Regions from separate parts of the Cricetulus griseus genome. Here region 2 is linked to region 1. The links are chromatin contacts, called in public Hi-C maps. All regions are on one chromosome and are shown on one strand. The core of a region is the stretch at or near the end of the contact, and the rest is flanking DNA. Distances in the headings are between cores, read along the strand shown.

Region 1 (4,025 bases), core at 808-3,307:
GGACTTCAAGGCCAGTCTGATCTATAGTGTAAGACCCGTCTCAAAACAAACAAACAAAAGAAACTCAACAACAACAACAACAAAACTCTAATATAAAATCAACAAAAAAACGGGCAGTAGTGGCGTTCGCCTTTAGTCCCAGCACTAGGGACGAGACACAGAGGCAGGCAGATCTCTAGTTGAGTTCCAGGGCAGCCTGGTCTACAGAGCGAGTACCAGGACAGGCTCCAAAGCTACACAGAGAAACCTGGTCTCGAAAAAATAAACAAACAAACAAACAAAAAAACCAAACAAACAGAAACAAACAGAAAGCTACGGGAGTAAAGGTAGGTATTTGTGGGGGATAAGAATGGGTAAATGCAGATGTGTTGGGACTATGTATATAAGGATAAGTTCTCTTGGGGATCACGACTACAAGATGACAAAACTGGTTGTGGTGCCTGGAGGTTCCCAAAAAAAAAAAAAAAAAGAAAAGAAAAAAAGTTCCCATTGTATCAGCAAGGAGGTGCCTTCCTACCCCAACCCTTTTAATAATGTTTGGTGTTCTGATGAATGCATGAACGGAAGTATTGTTTGTGAAAGTCTGAGGACATTTTATGATGCTGAAAAGTGTGCAAGAAAAAAAAAAAAAAAAAAAAAAAAAAAAAAAAAAACAGCAGAGGCAGAATGACTTACTAGTTCCAGGTCAGCCTGAGTGAGTTCCAGGCCAGTCAGGGCTACAATGGGAGACCTTGCTTCAAAACAACCCTGCCCCCTCCCCCTCTCTTGCAAAGAAACCAGTGGAAATAGAGGGGAGGGTCTGGAAAACCAGAGTGGTCCTCAGCAGGGAACACGAATATAATGCGTTTCCACACTCACACGTTTTTACGTTTATTTTACAACAGACAAAACGGTCGTGCATTTAGTCCTACATCGTATGTCCACACATTAAACCCTGTATGCACTAGCGGGGTGAGAATTTAAACACCATCTTCTGCAGTGGGGGCATTTTTTAAGAGATTATAAATAGCAATAAAAACCGAGCGATCTGATATCACGCCGGTGCTCAGGGCTAGCGCCTCGGCCCCAGGATTCTGGCTGCCCCTCCTCTGCAGGACCCCCGGGCCATGCCCTCCGCCAATGACCGAGCGCGAGCAGCGGCCCAGGGGAGGGCTGAGATCTGCAGGAACGCGCCCTGTCAACTTTGTAGTCCAGTCACCTCCGTCGGTTGGTAGCGGCCGCTGTGGCTTTAAATGGCCGGGGGATTTCGAATCGGGGAAGGCGGGAGGTCAGGCCGAGGGGCGCCCCCCGGCGCGGGGAGCCCCCGCCCGCCCGCCGCTCGCTCGCCGCCGCGTCCCCGGGCCGAGCGCGGCCGCGCGGCTTTGTCTCCGGCGTCGCGCCCCGCACTTCCCCGTGCGCAGCCTGTAACCCGAGCTCCCATTTCCTGGTGGATTCTCTTAAAGCGGCCGCGGTCGGCGCGCAGAACAAAGGCCATTGTCTCGCTTCCTCCTGCGGCGCCGCGTCCTTCCCGGAAAGCCCCTTCCTAGACCGCGGGCCCCCGGGCTGCATCTGCGCCCCGGGGAGCGCACGGAAAAGCCCCCGCTGTGTGCGGCCCAGGGTACCCCGGAGGTGCAAGCCACGGGTGGCAGGAGCGGGAGGAACCAGGCTTAAGAGAGTCCCGGGGCCACGCTGCGAGGTCTCCCCGGAGGCGTCCTCCTCGGGGCGGCCCCGTGGGCACCCCGCGCGCCCCTCCCTCCCTCCACTCCCCCCTCCGCACGCCTTTTGATTTCCCCGCGGCCCGCGGTAACCCGAGCTTTTATTTCCTGGTGGCTCCTTTAAGAGGCAGAGCCCGGTGCTGGGAATTCACGTCAGTTTGTGCCCTGAAACTCTCAAGATCAATGAGCAGAGAGCTTTCTCAGTTCCGCCTTTCAGTTTCTCTCTTCCAGGAAGGAAAACATTCGAGAGAGGGAGGGAGGGAGGGAGCGAGCCAGCGAGCGAGCGAGCTAGCGAGCGCCGCGGGGAGGGAGGGAGGGAAGGAGGGAGGGAGAGAGGGAGGGCGGGGGCGGCGCGCCGGCCGCGGGTGGGAGGAGACACGCGAGGCCGGCCGGCTGCGCCCGGTCGCCGCGCCGCGACCCGCACACCCCACGCCGTGCTCGCCGGCTCCCACGCCCCCGCGCCGCGCCGCGCGCCCGACCCGTGCGCTCCGAAGACCCCCCCCGGGCGGCCGCCGCCGGCGATGCTGCAAGAAACTTCTTAAATGACCGCGTCCCGCTGCCCCGCCGAGCGTTTCTGGGTTGGGGAGAGGAAAGGAAAGTGGAAAAAAACTGAGAACTTCCTGATCCCTCTCGCTGTGAGACATGTCTGAGACTCCTGCTCAGTGTAGCATTAAGGTAACGATTCGGTTCTCCTCCTTCCCCTTGGGCGATCGGAACCCCCTCGCCCCGGGGCTGCTGGTGCAGTTGCTGGGCTCGCGGGGAATTATTTGGGGCGCGAGGGAAAGAGATGCAGCTCGTGGCAGCGGCTGTACCCTTTAGCATAACCTTGCTACACCCCTCTCCCGCCGAGCCCCGTGTGGGCTCCTGGGCCCCCCATCCCACCCCCTTTCTTTTTGACAGTGTAATGCCGGTCTCAGTTGGTAGGAGGAACCCGGTTTGTCTTCAGATCTGTAGAACACCTCCGTAATTAGTGCGCTTAAAAATAAGAAAGGAAAAAGAAAAACCCCTTCTCCTTATTCCTACGCCCAACATGTGACTAAACTGTAACTTTTGTTCCCGAGGGGTGGTCTCCCTAGGGAAAAAGTTCTAGGGGCCCCACTAGGATGGTCTGTCTCTTTCTTTCTTTCAGGACTCTGGGTTCTATCACACAAGCTTTTTAAACCCCCCCCCCCCCCCCCCGCCGCCTCTCTACTGATTGTGATTGCGAGCCCTAAGACAGTCTTGGTCTGTCAGCTTTTCCTGGGCATTGCATAAGGGGAAAAAAATTAAACTAAGGTGAATAAAGTTGCCGAATAGTTATTTAACTCTAGTGCCCATGAAAATAGAAAAGTCCTGTGATGCAGGGTGGAAAGAAGTGACCAGGCAAAATGACCTCCTCTGACAGTGCAGAGAAGGTGTTGAAAAAAAAAAAAAAAGAGCTGCAGTCTCCGGGTTCCCTGGCCTGTTCTAAGTTCAGGAGGAATATTTGCAAACAACCCTTGTTCTTCCAGGTAGTCTTGTGTGTGTGTGTGTGCGCGCACGAATATATACAGTCTGTCTATATAGGCTGCGATGCTGTAGTTTGTTGCTTTTAAAAAGTTGTTGTGAAGTTTGCCACCATTGGGAGGCAGGATGACTTGTCTGTGTCCCCCAGTTATTTTTCCCATGGTGCATTTTTTGGGGGGTACTTTATTTCAAGGTTCCACCAGTCACCAGGAGGCAAGCTTTCTGTTCCCTGTGCAAGGCAGAGGTTGTGAAGTTTGCTTCTGGCGTGGCCTGTTTAGTGTGTGCCCCTTACATGGATGTTATAGAAACAATGGACATGTAACCTGTTTTCTTCGGTGGGGAGTTAGGGAAATTTCTCCTGTTTTAACAGTGTTTCATCTAGGATCTGGGAGAGGGAAAGGGATTTTGTTACACTGGCTTACTAGGGTTTCATAATTAGAATCAGACCTTAGTGTTTCTTATCAGGAATGATGGTCCTGGGTTTGAAGTAAGGCCCATAGGGACTCAAAAGGTGCATGGGCGTCTTTGTTTCTGCCTCACAGAAGAGCCCAGAGGAACTTTTGTGTTTGTGCATTTCTGGGGTAGGCTTTGGAGCAGTGCCTCACTAAAGAATTCAGGATGGCGCTTCAGAACCAGTTCCTTTTGCAATATAAATTAGATTCCTTGGCAAATTCAGGAAAATATTGCTGTACGGATAATCTAATTTATTTCATACTTCATAACAAAAAAAAACAGAGGTAACTAAATAGTAGGGCATTAGATCAGCACATTGTATTTGGCTCAATGGCAGTAATAAACCTGACAACGGGAAAACCTGGACCAACTGTGGCACAATGGCCTTCGATT
Region 2 (4,025 bases), core at 553-3,052, 68 kb before region 1:
AAAAAAAAAAAAAAACTGCCTCTCTTGCCTTCCTTCTGCTACCTGCATCCTGCACCTCTAGTGAAAGCTGTGATACACAGTGAAGGGGAAAGGGGGCTGTGTTAGTATTCTCAGGAACAGAACCCACAGAATGAGTATATATTACAAAGGAGGTTTGTTCAATTGGCTAGCACAATACCAGCTAGATAGTCCAACAATGGCCATCTGCTGGAGAGGCTGAGAATACAGGAGCTGCTCCATCCATGAGACTGGATTCCTTAACATTTCCAACCTGGTGTTAAAGCCTGGGGTGGGGGGAGGTTCCTGTTGAGTTTCTGGTCTTCAGTCAACACGAGAAGGAACCAAGCCACATGGCAAAGCATAGCTAAGAAATATGGGCTCCGGGCTAATTTAAATGTAAGAGTTAGCTAGTAACAAGCCTGAGTTATTAACCAAGCACTTACAGTTAATATTAAGTCTCTGGGTGATTAATTGGGAGCTGCCGCTGGCAAGGAAGACTCCCCCTACAGGATGGGACACAGCTAGCCAGGCTGGGTTACATCCCAGCGTTGTTCAGGTGTGGAGAGAACAGGCTGTGTTGACAATGGCCATCATCAACAGAATAGCAAGAAATAGGATAGGAGAAGAAGAATCGAAGTCTGAGAGATGATCAGAGTGACAAGGGAACTGAAGGAATTGACGAACTAATTTATCAAACCAGAGGGAGAGGAAGAGGGATAGGAAGAGGAGGGAGAGGAGGAGGGAGAGGAAGAGGAAGAAGGAGAAGAAGGAGGAAGAGGAGGAGCAGGAGCAGGAGGAGGAGGAAGCAAGAAACAGAGGGTCAAAGAAGGAACTCAGCTGCTGACTTAATACTGTGCCATTCAACACAGGACACACCCTTAAATTTTCAGAGTCAAGAACTACAAGCCTGGGGTTCCAGAGGAAAGGGTTTGCAGCAGACAGGAGACATGAATGAAAGGGTGCATATTTTTAATATTTATATTTATTTGATGTGCTTGAGTGTTCATCTGCATGCATGTATGTGTACCATATGTGTGGCTGATGCCCACAGAGGTCAGAAGATGGTACCACATACTCTGAAAGTGAAGTTACAGGTAGCTGTGAACCAGAATGTAGGTGTTGGGCCTCAAACCTGGGTCCACTGCCAGAATAACAAATGCTCTCAACTACTGTTTGGGGGTAAGAAATAAGACTATCACTGCTAAGATTGTTTGTTTAGGGCCTGGAGTAATGGCTGAGCAGTTAAGACAGCATACTGCTCTTACTTGCATAGGACTGAGTTCTTTTCCAGCACTAAGGTCACTAAACTGTTTGTATCTCTGTCTCCAGGAGATCTGGCGCCCTCCTCTGGCCTCCACGAGTGTCTTCACTCACATGTGCATACCCACACAGACACCCATAATTTTTAAAAATAAATATTTTAAATCGTGTTTTATTTGGGTTTTGGTTTTCTAAGACACGGTCTTGTTATATAGCCCTGGCTGGCTCAAACTTGCAATCCTCCTGTTTCAGCTGCTTTAGTGCTGGCACTCAGCCAACCAGGTATTGGAAGTATTTCTAAAAGGATGTTTACTATTCCGTCAATTAGTCTTATCTCCGTAAGTCCCAAACGACTTTTGAGGTGACTATGAGAAATAGTTCTCTCTAAAGTTATATATCCAACCAACTAGTATACACTTGGTTAATCTTTCCTAAATAAAGCATTAACAATAACTGATGAGTTCTTGGCTTGGAGCAGAGGAGAACGAGGCATGCACCTGAGTCAGCCATGGACTTTGTGAGACTGGTCGGTCTCCTCCTGTGACTGAACCCTTCCATTATGTGTTTGACCTACTTTAAGAAGTGATGATGCAGAGCAAATGGGCTATTCAGTGCCTAATCCTGTGTGTCCCAACCTCCATGTAGCACTTAAAAGCAGCCCAGACAACCATGAGAAGGTATTAGTAACTCCTTCTCATCCCCATGACACTGCTGCCTTCCAGAAGTGAGAGAGGGTTCCAAATAGGTTGGGAGTGCCTGCTGCAAAAGCCTCTGACTCTTTCAGGCCTGGGTTAGGCAATCCAGGCACACACCTCCATCTGTCCAGGCAAGAAATTCAAACTCCCACCAGAATGGAAAGAAGCCACAGAAAGTCAAAACGTTCTTCAAGCAGAAGCTCACTGGGAAAACTCTATGGGAAGGGCAGAAAGAGAGCAACTGTCCTGGCACACAGGGCCGTGCCTCAGTGAGAGGAACTGCTCTTCTACAGGAGTTGGGTTGGAGCCCCAGGGATTTGGGTGGAGGTGAAGAGAACTGTACTTACCAAGAATGTGTGGACAGAGGTACTGAAACACTACCCTGTGCCCTGGAAATACCTATGGTTACTATGTGTGATTATTATGGATTAATTTAAAAATTGTTAAATGTTTAAGATACAAACATTAGCTATTCTTCTCTGGTCATCTTGCCTTACATACAAATATTAAATGATCACGCGTGCCCCATAAATGTGTACAATTAAAATAAGAACCAATTTGTAAAATACTCTAAAACTCATGTGTTAAAATGAAAGAAAAAAATTGCATGGTCCAGCTTGTGAAAATAGACTTCCTCCAACTCCCTCTTAGAAACGCTAGTTCCTTGGTCCTTGCATACCTGAAAGCCATGAAGAAGAAAATGCCCAGCAGGTGGCAGAAGGAGATAACTAGACTGAAGGCATACCCCTACTTTCACCATCTTAGGTGAGATTTCATTTAGTTATTAATGCATGCCTCGTGGGAGGAAGGGCATCAAGTTGGTGTCTGTTTTTCTAGCATCTTGTGCAGGACCTGGCACATGGTGGGTCTATTTGCCGATTGAATGAATGAAGGAAAGACTCATCTAAACTGGAAAATGGCATCATTTGAAACAGTAATGTTCTTTTCGTATCCTATCAGTAGCATGGTCTTTCTACTTAGTTTTAGCAGAATGTTGTAGATTATGTCTTCATACAAGTATATACTGTCTGTGAGCATACCCCCCCAGGCCTCCCACCCTACTTTCTTAAACTCTTCCCTCTTGTTAGTTCCCAAAGCTCCCTATACAGTTTCACTTCTACTTTCATATCATATGCACAGCATTTCATTTTTAGACAGTGTCTCCAATATAGCCTTGGCTATTCTGGAACTCCAAATGTAGACTAGGCTGGCCTTGAACTCACAGCTGCCTCTGCCTCTGCCTCCTATGTAAAGGCATGCAGCACCACACCCAACTTAGATGTTTTATTCATGGGTCTATACAGAATCCAGGAACTGTAAATGAGAAGGTGTGATGTTTCTTTAATTACATACAGTGTTCTGTTTACATATACATTTCCATGCCAGAAGAGGGAGCCAGAACTCATTACAGAGGGTTGTGACCCACCATGTGGTTGCTGGGAATTGAACTCAGGATCTCTGGAAGAGCAGCCAGTGCTCTTAACTGAGCCATCTCTCCAGCCTGATGTTTCTTTTTCTGGGACTGGCTTCATTCACTTAACATGGCCATCTCCACTGGCATCCATTTTGCTCTAAACAACATGACTTCGTTCCTTTCTATGGTTGAAAAATAAGCTCCAATATAGGAACTGAAAAGATGGCCCAGAGGTTAAGGTCACTTATAGAGGGCACTTATAAGATCCTCTTATAGAGGATCCAGGTTCAGTTTCCAGCACCCATTCCAGTTGCAGGGGATCCAGTTCTTTTAGGTGGTTTTGGGGTGCTTACACACGGGCAGACACTGATACATGTAATTTTTTTCAAATTCATATATATTTTGAAATACGTATTTTATATATAAATATGATATATGTGATATAGATATAGATATAGATATCACATTTCTTTGTCCATTCCTGTTGTGGCACACCTAAATTGGTTCAAGAACTTAGCTCTTGGGAGCAGTGTTACAATAGCATTGAAGGGCAAGTGTCTCTGTGAATTGTTGACTTGGAGCCCTTCCGGTAAACGCCAGGAGTAAGCGGGAGAGCTGGGTCATACTGGGTCTGGTTTCAGCTTTTTGAGAAACTG

Evidence for each region. Hi-C and Micro-C count contacts between places; a contact is called where the count stands out from the background.
Region 2: a Hi-C map of fibroblasts shows a contact between it and region 1, with 4 times the contacts expected there. The contact joins the enhancer-like site here to the promoter of Etv6 in region 1. A contact is called at or near these places in 2 of 8 Hi-C or Micro-C datasets (fibroblasts and liver).

Annotation. Positions count from the first base shown.
Region 1 is chr8:14,936,532-14,940,556 of CriGri-PICRH-1.0, reverse strand. Etv6 (transcription factor ETV6) reads left to right here and starts at 2,057. Exons shown (of 7, transcript XM_035448458.1): 1 at 2,057-2,369. The coding sequence starts at 2,337.
Region 2 is chr8:15,004,693-15,008,717 of CriGri-PICRH-1.0, reverse strand. No RefSeq gene overlaps it. Among named protein-coding and RNA genes, the nearest start is that of Etv6, 68 kb to the right of the region's middle. Within about 2 kb of position 1,802, at least 1 of the 6 cell types and tissues checked has open chromatin away from gene starts, as enhancers often do.